Linked DNA regions of Mus musculus: region 2 is linked to region 1. A link is a contact called in public Hi-C data. All regions are on one chromosome and are shown on one strand. Each heading gives the region's core, a stretch centred on a gene start, on an enhancer-like site or on the middle of the called end of the contact. The rest is flanking DNA. Distances are from core to core; before and after follow the strand shown. Region 1 overlaps Tshz2 (teashirt zinc finger family member 2). Region 2 overlaps Tshz2 (teashirt zinc finger family member 2).

Evidence for each region. Hi-C and Micro-C count contacts between places; a contact is called where the count stands out from the background.
Region 2: a Hi-C map of the P5424 cell line shows a contact between it and region 1, with 2.4 times the contacts expected there. The contact joins two enhancer-like sites. A contact is called at or near these places in 5 of 484 Hi-C or Micro-C datasets (DN3 thymocytes, the N1E-115 cell line, the P5424 cell line and 2 more) and 1 of 115 datasets of contacts at active chromatin or transcription factors (fibro-adipogenic progenitors).

Annotation. Positions count from the first base shown.
Region 1 is chr2:169,677,269-169,683,039 of GRCm38.p6, forward strand. All of the region lies in intron 1 of Tshz2 (teashirt zinc finger family member 2), which reads left to right. Among named protein-coding and RNA genes, the nearest start is that of Gm34344, 13 kb to the left of the region's middle. Within about 2 kb of position 2,598, at least 15 of the 459 cell types and tissues checked have an H3K27ac peak or open chromatin away from gene starts, as enhancers often do. A contact at or near this core is called in the P5424 cell line, where this site is marked.
Region 2 is chr2:169,842,934-169,848,704 of GRCm38.p6, forward strand. All of the region lies in intron 1 of Tshz2 (teashirt zinc finger family member 2), which reads left to right. Among named protein-coding and RNA genes, the nearest start is that of AY702102, 120 kb to the right of the region's middle. Within about 2 kb of position 3,703, at least 4 of the 459 cell types and tissues checked have an H3K27ac peak or open chromatin away from gene starts, as enhancers often do. A contact at or near this core is called in the P5424 cell line, where this site is marked.

The DNA.
Region 1 (5,771 bases), core at 1,348-3,847:
ATTATTTTTAGGTGCAAGTCATTAGTGCTGGGATGTGGTTTTCAAACAGATTTATTCTCTCTGTCACTGGTTTCGGTGTTTGAGTCGCTGTTTAAAGTGCTGGTTTATCTCTTTTCTCTTTCTCTCAGTGTTTCCCTATGAATGGAAGCACTGGGGGGGGGGGCGGGGGGGAGATGGAGGGAGGGGCCAACTCCACACCTGTTGAATTGTGGGCAAATCTGTGTCCTACTTTTTTCTCTGACTGGATGACATTGCAGGCGAAGTCACAAACCATAAGGAAGACCCGATGCTTGCAGGGAGCTACAGGCCTGGCTTGCTCAATTCATGGGGGCTGATGATAAAAAGGGAGTGCTGGTTGACCTGTTCCCGTTCATTTTTTTTTTACTTACATGTATTTATTGTTCTGTGACACATCATATGTATGGAGACCAGAGGATAACATTAAGGAAGTCGGTTCTCCTCTTTGTCCCAGTGGATCCTGGGCATTAAGCTCAGAGGTCATTGGTCTTGGCAGGAAATGTCTTACCAGCTGAGCCATCTCTTGGGCCTTGTCCCCGCCTAATTTTAAAAGAGACTTTTCTAGGCAGTTCTATCCAAATGTAGGTCTAGGTTGCTGTACAAGGCTTGATCTAAATACGGTGATATTGATGATCTCTATGCAAACAACCAGCCGGTACTCCTCCCATGTGTGTGCACTTCTCTGTGTGTGCATTTGTCTCTCCATGTGTGCCTGTGTGAATGTGCCTTTGTGTGTGTGTGTGCGCATTTCAGTATGTGTGCATTTCTCTCTCTCTCTCTCTCTCTCTCTCTCTCTCTCTCTCTCTCTCTCTCTGTGTGTGTGTGTGTGTGTGTGTGTGTGTGTGTGTGTGTGTGTATAAATACATGCATATACCTGTGCTGTGGAAGGCAAAGGCTAACATCTGGTGCCTTTCCTCAAAAGACAGCTAGCTTGGTTTTGTTCACTTTGTTTGTTTTGCTTTGGGACTCGAGGTTCATTGATTAGGGTAGCCTGGCTGGCCATCAAGCCCCTAGGAATGCCTCTGTCTCTGACTCCCCATTGGGGCTGCAGATGTGCACCGTCAAGCCAAACTTTTTCCTTGGATGCCAGGGACACAATGCAGGGCCTCAGGCTTGCAGGAGCACTTTACTGACAGAGCCATCTCCTCTGTCCCCATTTGCATTTATTCTCCCAGTGCAGTGACTAGGTCCCAGTGAGCACCTGCAAGACGCTGTCATCAGAGAAAGACACAGAGCTCAAAGTTGCCTGTGAGGAAGGAGACATAAGTGGCTCGGAAAAGCCTTAGCTATTAAACGTCCAGAGGCAGGCGGGACCTGTGGTACAGACTCCCGTAGAGTGAGCTTGTCACATAAAGATGGGGCTTTGCCTCCATGTGACTCTCCATTCCTCCTCTTAGCATTGACTTCAGAGTGGAGGAGCTGCACACCTCCTCACTCGGCTCTCTGAGGATTGCACGAAGGATGAAGCAGACCCACCAAGAGCTCAGGGCAGTTGCTTCCCCTTTATAAAAATATAGCATAGGCTAGCTACTGGCTTCTTCCTCACCATGGATCCTATTGTTATGATCAATACCATCATTGGTGTCTTTTAAAGTACTTCATACCCAGCATTTCTTTTTCCTGATTTTTTTTTATTTCATTCCACGTCTTTGAAGAAGAGGGACCTTCCTTTTTGTATTTCCATGAGACCCATGGAGACCTGTGTGGTTTGTCCACTGTGAGCTGGACCCGAGGCCCATCACCTTCTTTTCTGCCCATAAAGCTGAGAAGTCAGTAGTCTCCTGTAGCTACTGCTGGTCCCACAGAGAGGCCTCACCCTTGAGCTTAGGACCACATTCCAGCTTAGCCAAGCATCACTGGCTAGCGTCACTGGGTGCACCATTCCTGTAGAAACTACTATGGCTTAGGGGGTCCTAGTAGGACATACAGCTGCTATGGAAACTCTGTGAGCCACGTCTGAAGCTGCCTTGGTCTCGAGTTTGTAACGCATTTCTAGATGAAGAACTCTACTTAAAAAAAAAAAAAAAAAAAAAAAAAAAAAAAAAAAAAAAAAAAAAAAAAAAAACCGCCAGGCTCTCGGCTGTGGTTCCCAAGATAAGAGAAGTCCTCACCTGACTGGGTAAGCCCATAGGCTGTGGAAACAGAGACTCACGCTGCACCCTGGCACTCACCTGACCTGTGAGCCTTGCAGTCACTGACAAGAAGGTTAGCCCACTAGGCCTCCCTTCCTACGCTGTAAAGGGGCCCAGTCCAGCTTTGCCTGGTTTCTCATTACAATCCCCTTGCCAAGACGTCTGCCAGGGCTGAAATCAGCCTTAGCTGATCAATATCCCTCTCCATCTTACTTCCTGCTCCCCTCCACGCCCCCACCCCACCCCATGCTGGAAGGAGAGGGTAATTTAGGAAAATCCCTGAGAGGCTGGCCCTTCTCTGGGGGAAAAGATGGTAATAGTAATGTCTAAGCAGCAGGTACCCTTAGGACCCTGATATAAAACCAGATTCTCTGACCCAACCCTTGCGAGTCAAAGGCCCTGGAGGAGAGCCTGGCGTTCAGGTTTTAACCCAGCCACAGGCACTTCCTTTGGGCATCAGTTTGGAAACCCTGGTTTGAATGAAGCAGTACATTCTCTCTCACACAGGATCTGTCTGGTCCTGGCTATCTTTCTCCCGGTTTATTCAACACTGCCAGGTCTGCCTAGTTGGAACCTAATTTCTCCCTCTCGTAATGAGGAGAAATAGCCTTCCTTTTGGTAATTCCTCCTGTGATAAGCGTGCATCTCATATTCTGTTTTTCCAGATAAGGTGTGAAGTGGGGCTGGCTTTAACAACATCAGCAGGAAGTTGTCAGTTGCCAAGGCAACATGCTGGTGGGAGGAAGGAGAATTGTCCTACTTTTCACAGGGAAGGTTAAGCTCATTCTGTGCCCTCACAGACAATGGGGCAGGGTAGCAGAGAGGACCTTGCATCTGAGTGCTTGGTAACAGAGATGTGTCTGGCCGTTTCTCTCGCCTCTGAGTTTCTTTTGAAACCTTTCAGGTGAATAGCAGTGACAAGTTTCACTCTGAGGCTCTGTCAAGAATTTCAGGACCTCAATACAGTTACACATCACTTTTTTTTTCTTTCTAGAAGAATTTCTGAGATGGTATTCAACAACAGACGGAAATAAGATAAACACATGAAAGGAAGAGATTAGAGAAAAGAAAATCACGATGCCCATAAGGGGATCCTTCCATTGTCCCGAGTGTCAGCTACAAGACACAGCCACCACCGGGGACAAAATGAAACTCAGGAGTTCCTGGTGGCAAATGGGAAAAAAAAGAGGAACAGTGTGGGTCAAGGGTCCCCTCATCCTTTCCAGAGAGAGCAGACATCATCAGGAAAAGCAAACGATTTCCTAGAACTACAGTCTAAGAGCAACTGATGGTGGGGGACTCCACGTAAGGTACACAAGTATATTTAACACAGCGCCAGTGCTAGCCGCGGAATTTATCTGTCTTTTAGGGAAATAAATTTCAGAACTCAGCAGGTTGACAGTGTCTCTTCAAATTTACAGCATCAATGTGCGGTGAAGGAGGGGCTTCCCACATCTCGCTTTACTGGACCGTCTATCAACATTTGATCAAATTGGGCCAAAGTTTCAAAGTACCCTTAAATTATACCCAGAGAAAGTGCTAGGACACGCTGAATGCCTGTGCAGGCTTCAGAATCATGTCCTCGTGAGGTGGAAGCATCTTCGAAAAAATATATCATGCCCATTTCCCCTAACCTGGGTGCGTCTTTAGAATACTTAAAATTCAAATGTATCTGCCAGCCCAAGGTTGCCCATAATCCCAAGGTGGCCCATTTCACAGAGAGGCACCCAAGCTAGCAAGGCAGTCCTGTGCAGAATGCACTAAAGCAGGAGTTGCTGCAGGTGCCTCGAGAGTCAACAGGGTAAGTGAGCGCTTTCTCCACAGTCTGCACTGTCACAGTTTGTGTGGAATAATTACGCAAAGGAGCCTATGGGAGACGGTCTCATTCAAACCACCCCACAGCCTGTGTTCCGTAGTCTCTCCGAACCCAAGCCAGGAGCTTGACTGTGGTTATGAATCTTGCGAATAAAGGTTTCACTGTACTTTGTCTTACATATAAGGTCATGTGGATGCCTAGTGGAAGACACTCATGAGGCGGGTTCTCACGGCCTTCAAGGTTAGCCCTGTCCTATACTGAGAGATGTGACGACTCATAGGTTACACTGATAGTGACAGAAGTGAAAGTTGGGAATACGCTAAGGTAGAAAGATGAAAGTGGCTACTGTGGTGTGAATGAAAAGGTCCCCCTCTCTCCCCATCCCTGGCTCCTGAGTTTGAACACTTGGTCCCCAGTTGGTGGCAGTGCTTAGTGAGCTTATGAGGCCTTGCTAGAGGAAGTATGTCATTGGGGTAAGCTTTGAGGGCTTATAACATCACTCCTTATCCTATTGTCTCTCTGCTTGTTGTGTGTGGTTGAAACGTGACTTCTCAGCGTCTCCTTCTTGCCACCACAGGTCCCCAACCTTTAGAGACTCAACCTCTGCAACCACAGGCCCAAATACAGTTAGACATAGAACTGCCTCTGCAAATATGGACCGCATGAAATGTCCCCTCAGGCTCATAGGCCAGAGCAGTAGGCCTCCAGCTGGTGGCGCTATCTTGTCGTTTCCCATGGGTGCTGATCTGTATGTAGCTGGTGGAGAGATACAGGATAAGGCCTGGCCTTTGTGGGCTTCCACTCTCTCCTGCTTCCTGCCCAATCTCTCTGCCTCCTCAGCCTCCAAGGTATAATGAGCCTATGTCTCTGCTGTCATGAGATGATGATGGGTTGAAACCACAGGCCCAAATGATCCTTTTCCCTTAAAGCTGTTCCAATCAGGTACTTTGGTCACAGCAAGAAGAAAATATTATTGATTCAAAGTATCATCAATGTACTAAATTTTTAAAAAATCAGTTTTGTAGAAATCTCAAAGCGTGGTGGCATTTCTTCCTTTTGTACTTTAGGCATTGATCGAGTCCATTTTGTGATTTATGCTTTTGGGCCTTGCTCAGTAGCACACTGAGTTGGGAAAAGCCAAGGGTTTGGCTGTTGAGAGAGGTGAGAGACCTTTATATGAGAAACCATTGTAGCCTGTGTTCAAGTTTCACCTTTGTGGTTGAGTCTAGTCTCGGATTTTGTTCTCTTGTTGTCAAGCTGTCTTGTTTCCCATGTTATTTTGTTCCTTGTCGCTAAAACAGCAGCCAAAGCCACCACAGAAACTATTGAGTGGTCATCAATACAAATATCCCAAATATCTGGGGACATGCCTCTCTCTGCGTTTGCAGTTTTTTGGAGCAATTGAGATTTGGAAACAGCAACTCGTCCACTAAAGTGCAGCACGTGGGTGAGCATCGGCAAGTGCTCCGCCTGGGTTCTCAGACTCCCTTGCTCTCCCAAGAACTCTGTTTGCCCATTAGTGTTAAACGTCAGTTAGTGTTCTGTCCTCGTGGCTGTTTTGCTTGGATTTGTTGCTCAGCTCTGAAAATTGGCTCTGAGCAACAAATTGCTATAAAAGAGAAGCCATTTGTTTGTTGGTGTTTTTTCTTTTCTTTTCTTTTCTTTTCTTTTTTCTTTTTTCTTTTCTTTAGTGAAGTAAATGTGGGTGGGAAGGAGAAAGGGTGGCTGTTTCACTTCCTGTGAAAAAGGAAAGAAAGAAGGAAAGAAAGAAAGAAAGAAAGAAAGAAAGAAAGAGAGAAAGAGAG
Region 2 (5,771 bases), core at 2,453-4,952, 170 kb after region 1:
GTGTGTGTGAGTGTGTGTGTGTGTGAGTGTGTGTGAATGTGTGTGAGTGTGTGTGTGTGTGTGAGAGAGAGAGAGAGAGAGAGAGTGTATTACTCCAAGGCTCTTCACAGAGCTTAATTCTGCCTAGCAGGAAGAATGACAAAGGGGGCCATGAATTGAACTCCTACTTCAGATATTTCTGCAGTGTTTTGATTTTCCTTTCTCTTTTTCTTGTTACTTTCATTAGGTACGTTTTCACTATGCACACTATCTCAAGTTTGCAAACCTGTGATCCTCCTGCCTCTGTCTTCAGAGTGCTGGGATTATTACTACGTCTCCAACAAGCTCAGCTTCAAGTTTCCATAGAAAGTGTTGGGGTTGGTTGTGACAATTAGGAGAAGAAAATCGAGAGGGGGGAAGGGGAAAGGGGAGGGAGGAGGAGGGAGAGGGAAAGGGACAGGGAGGAAGGAGAGAGGGAGAGAGGGAGGGAGGGGAGAGGAAGAGGGAGAGAGGGAGAGGGGGAGGAGAGAGGGGAAGGGAGAGGGAGAGAAAGAGGGAAAGGGAGAGAGAGGGAAAACAAATGGATAATTATGCTCTCTGAGAAGCTGTCTGGAAATAATAAAGGCAACAGCAATGGAAGTATTAGAAGCTGGTATTTACTACATGTGGTGTGCTCGCCAGCCTCTGCCAGGCACATTATCCAAACCGAGTCATTAAATCCTCACAACAACCCGTGAGGTGTGGATTATGGCTATGCCCAATTTACAGAGGAGGGCCAGGCCCCAAGACTTGGCTTTAAGTAACTTTGCCCGGGGTCACTAAACAGTTACCCAAGACTTCCATTTAAAATTAAATGGTTGATGAAAGATACAAGGGCTTTGCTGTGTGTGAAACAGAGCAAAGCGAACCAGGAATTCCCCAGACACCCCCTAGGGGCCCCCACTCCATTACGTACAGTACAGTCAGTCTGGGACCACAAAACTTGCAGAGGCAGCTAGAAATGTCTGAAGGTCTTGTAAAGCAAGAGGAGGGGAACTTAAAAACAAAGTCTCTATCTCATGTATGAAAACACTAGAAAGTTTAGGGCTCACAAAAAAATCTGCTCCATTTCATCTAACACTCATAAAGGCTATCCAGTGGGGCACATGAAAGAATACCAAGAATGTCTTTAAAGCTGAGAGACTTGTCTTTCCAGCTAGTTAGGAGGCTGAGGCAGGGGATGCTGAGTTCAAGTCCCTCCGTACCCAAGCTCTAGTGTAAGTTCAAGGCCAATTTGGGCAACTTATCGAGCCTCTATCTCAAAGTGAAAGGGACAAAGGGGTCTAGCACCGTAGTGGAGTGTTTGCTTATCACTCCGGAGACCCTGAGTTTAATTATAGACACCCCAAAAGAACCCTTTGATATTTATGGTAGGGAGACTCCACAAAGGCAAACCTGAGAAGTTCTCATGTCTCAAGGAAGGCCAGCCCCGCCTAGGCCGCCCACATTTAAACTCTCTTCATAGGTGAGCTTGCTGGTGAGCCTGGGCTCCCTCGGGGTCACAGAGGTGCTGTTTGCATGGGGACCTGACTCATCCACAGGCTCTCTTTCCATTGCCACCTTCCCAGAATCCCCCACACAGAGCCCCTGGGCTTCAAGTAGGAAATGCAAGGGACATGACTTTGCAGTAATTTAAAGCCTTACATAAGCATAAGCATTGATGAGACTCTGGCCGGCTCTTAAACTGCTTTGCTGGTTTAAAGAAAATAAAAAACCCCATTTGAAGAGATTTCCATTCCTGTCATACGGTTTCTGTCATGGTGATTCTGTCATGGGCTCTGGCTAATGAAGGCTGTGGCTAATTATGCTAACCAAGTCTGTCTAGAACATTCTTTCTTGTAGTTATCTCCTTCACTAGTGCACAGCGCAAGATGGAGGCATCATGGTCATGGGTCCTCTTATTTTATCCCCACCCCCAAGGAGAATCCTGAAATATTAGGATGCATTTCGTTGCGGGGGAGGGCAGACTTGTACAATTATCAGCATTCTTTGTAGTCAAGAGTCAGAAAGCCCAGCTTAACTTGGGCTAAGGATGCTTATATATTCTTTCTGAAGGGCCAACAGTGGACTTCTCTGAATTAACCTGGAAACAGGTCATCTGGAGGAAGGGCACGTGAATTTGCTAATGGGTGTGTGTGTGGAGAGCAACGTGATTCACTCACGAGACCTAAGGGAGGGCCGCGTGGTTGAAGCTGAAAAACATCTTTTCCATGTAAGGGAGGTGGGAGCTGTAGGTGGGTTCTCAGGAGCAGGTTTTGTAATGACCTTCAGGGGGGGGGGAGTTGACCCTGAGAGCCTGGGACATCTCCTCTGAGCTGAAAGTGAGGTGTGCGGATTTCGGTCTGTTCCTTTGGCAGAGGCTTTCAAGCTTCCTTGGTAAATGAATTTCAGGAACTGAGGAGCCCAGTGGGCAGACCTGATCCTCAGACAAAGGGGTCAGTCACTTCAGGGAGACCCACCCTCTGCCTTTACTGCTCTCTAGATAGAGGTTGAAAGCCATACTTTCACCACCAACTGGGGGCGAGTGGGTAAGTGCACGTGTGTGTACAGATGCACACGCATGTGTTTGTGTTCACACAGAGCCCAGGGATAAACCTCGGCTTTTATTTTTCAGGCATCCTTTATTTTATTATTTTATCATTTTATTTTATTTTATTTTATCTTACTTTATTTTATTTTATTTCATTTTTGAGACAGGCTCTCTCTGTGGCCTGGAGTTTGCCATTTGGCTGGGCTGTTTTACATTTATGATCTGAGCTATCTCTCTAGCTTGGGGCATCTTTGTTCTAAGCCACAACACTGGTGAAAGGAGCCTTTATCAGTCTTTGACTTGAGGGATGAGGAGGTGACATTGGACTCAGGATTTGCCTGCTCTTTCCTTCATTCTGGTTTTAATCGCAAAAGACTCTGCTTCATGGAAGTGGACCCGACTACATTCTACACCTTCCTGTCCTTGTGGTCCAAACTAATGGTGCTGAATTGAGGAGCTATAAGAATCTCCAGAAAGTGGAAAAAGTAGAGCACAGAGAAGCAGGCTTTGTGGTTTGAATGTGAAGTGTCGTCCACAGGCTCCGGTACCCCAACATTCAGCCCCCTATTGGTGATGTCATTGGGGGAGGCTGTGAAACCCCTCTCTGCCTCAGACAGCAGACACAATGTCACCAGCCAACCTCACACTGTTGCTACACGACTCTTCCACCATGGTGGACTGTGCCACTCTAAACAAACCATGATCAAAACAAACTCTTCCTCAAAGTCCTACTTTGATTCTCTCTGTCACTATGGCAAACATCACCACCAGAACCAACCTGGGGAGGAGGGGGCTTATTTCATCTTACAAGTTAGAGTCCATAACCAGGGGAAGTCAGGGCAGGAGCTCAGATAGGAACCTGGAGGCAGAAACTTATACAGAGGCCACGAAGGAGCTCATCTTACTGACTAGATTCCCATGGCTTGCTTTGCTACCTTTTTATACAGCCCACCTGCATAGGGACAGCAATGCCCAGAGTGGGCTTTGCCCTCCCATATCAATTAGTAAATAATAGAATACCTCACAAATGTGGCCACAGACCAATCTGGTGGAGGCAGTTTCTCAGTCGAGGTTTCTTCTTCCCAGCAGTATCAAGTTAACACGCGACACTAACCACGACCCTCTCTTAAGTTGTTTCTTGTGCTTAGTTGCAGTGACAAGAGTCAAAACAGACAGCATAGTATCCTATCTCTGACTCCTACGAGGCATGTGTTGTCCTGCCCTAAGCAAGCCCTTCCACTGTGGGCAGGGCTAACCCTCCACAGGTCTTCCCCACCATGATGGTCTAAACCATCCCTGGAACCACAAGCCAAAATCGACTCTCTGTCCTAGGTTTCTGTGACATATTTCTGTCACAGCCATGAGACGTGTAATGAGCCACAGCCTAGGTTCAGAGCATCAGGAAGGGAAGGAATGATATTTCCCACCAAAGACTCTATAGCCTTATCAACATCAGATCAAGAGCCCATTTCTGGGCATTTACCATGGCTAGAGAGGTTAGAATAGCTGCTCCTGGACTTCAATGTTCTGCTTGTCATGTGGACAGAGAAGGCTTAGTCCCCCGAGTCCTGTGGAGCGAGCCCCACTCCATAAGAAAATCCAAACCCGGGTGCCATGAATGAGAGCAAGAGCAGCAGGCACTGGGGAAAGAGAGACAGAGATGCCTCCTGCTCAGTCTCATTAATACCGAGGAAGCTAAAACTTGACTTCCATTCTGTTAGAAAGTTTCACCATGCCTTACAAATGAAAACTTTTAAATGAATTTTCAAATGGCTCCAAGCCTGCCCATCTTGGGCTTTAAGACTTTGGAGAACACTGGTGGGAAATTTTGTTATCGTTCTCTTAAATGCATGCAAATTTGTACCTTTTGGCTCCCTCTCTGAAGAAACATGACAATTTGGAGCCTGAATTAGTCCTGAAGAGAAGCTGGTCCCCGAATGCCTTCTGTGGCCGCACCTGGGCGCTTCAGCACAGCTAAGCAACACGGGCATTCAGCACCCGGCAAGGCTGAGCCAGGCTGACTGCACAGCCGTTAAACCCACGGCAGGAAAAGTGTTTAAACTTTAATTAATCAGTCAATAAGGAAAATTGAGCTCTGTAGCACCAGCGAAGCCTGCACCCCGCTCACTGCCCCACCCTGTTCCATGTACATACTCTACACACACACACATCCCACACACGGATAATTCAATGAAGATGCGTTTCCTATAGGAACAGCTTGTGTTTGGGATACCATTAAGAATTTAATCAACAAAATAATTGGACTTTTTCCTGGAATTTCATGCAAGTGAACACTGACAATCCAACCTCAGTGGTTGTGATGGCAAGTCTCATGTCAGACCGAAAGGGCACCTGAAAAATAAAAAGGCAAAAGATACCACCGTGTTACCCTGACTTCACAAGGCGGGTTGACCTCTGGCAGCATGTCCAGCCTGGCTTCAGAATAGCTTTCGTTTACCTTGCATGACAGGATGATTTAATTCAACAGATATTTCTGACTGCTTCTTAAAGGTAGAGCATCATACTGGATAGAACCTAGTACAGGCTAGGGAAGCCCTGTGTATGGCTAATCTGGGGTCTTAGCCTGTGCTTTCTTCAAGAAGACACAGTGAAGCATGATGATATAAAGTCAGACACAGCAAGTGGCGGTGGCAGTTGGCATTCTGCTGCTACGGCAGAGCACCTGGGATAATCAGATAAAAGGAAGAAACATTTGCCTTGGTGACTGATGGTTTCAGAGGTTTGAGCCCGCTGCCCCTTGGCCCTGTTGCCTTTGGGCCCACAGGGAAGTGGTAAGTCACATCGGGAGCATATGTTGTGGTAAAGCTGCTCACGTCGTGATGGCCAGGAAGCAAAGCCAGAGACAGGAAGAGGACACGGTACCAATATTCCCATCATTGGCATACCCGTGTGACTTAACTTTCTTCTAGTAAGCCCTACTTCTAAGATACCACCAGCTCCCAAAAGCACTAGAGGCCAGCAGTGAAGCCTTTAGCATGTGATATCTTTGAATAACAAGGACTTCGGGTGTGTGTGATAGGCTAGAAAATTCAATCCAGGCCAGAGAGAAATCAGAATGATCCATGCCTTGCAAGCATAGGTGTGACCCAGCCTACTCATCTCAAATAACGCTGCACCGATCTCCCGTCTCCCCCTCTTCTTCCTCCTCATCTCTCTTCCCCCTCCTCTTCTCCTTCATCTCCCTTACCCTCCTCCTCCCTTT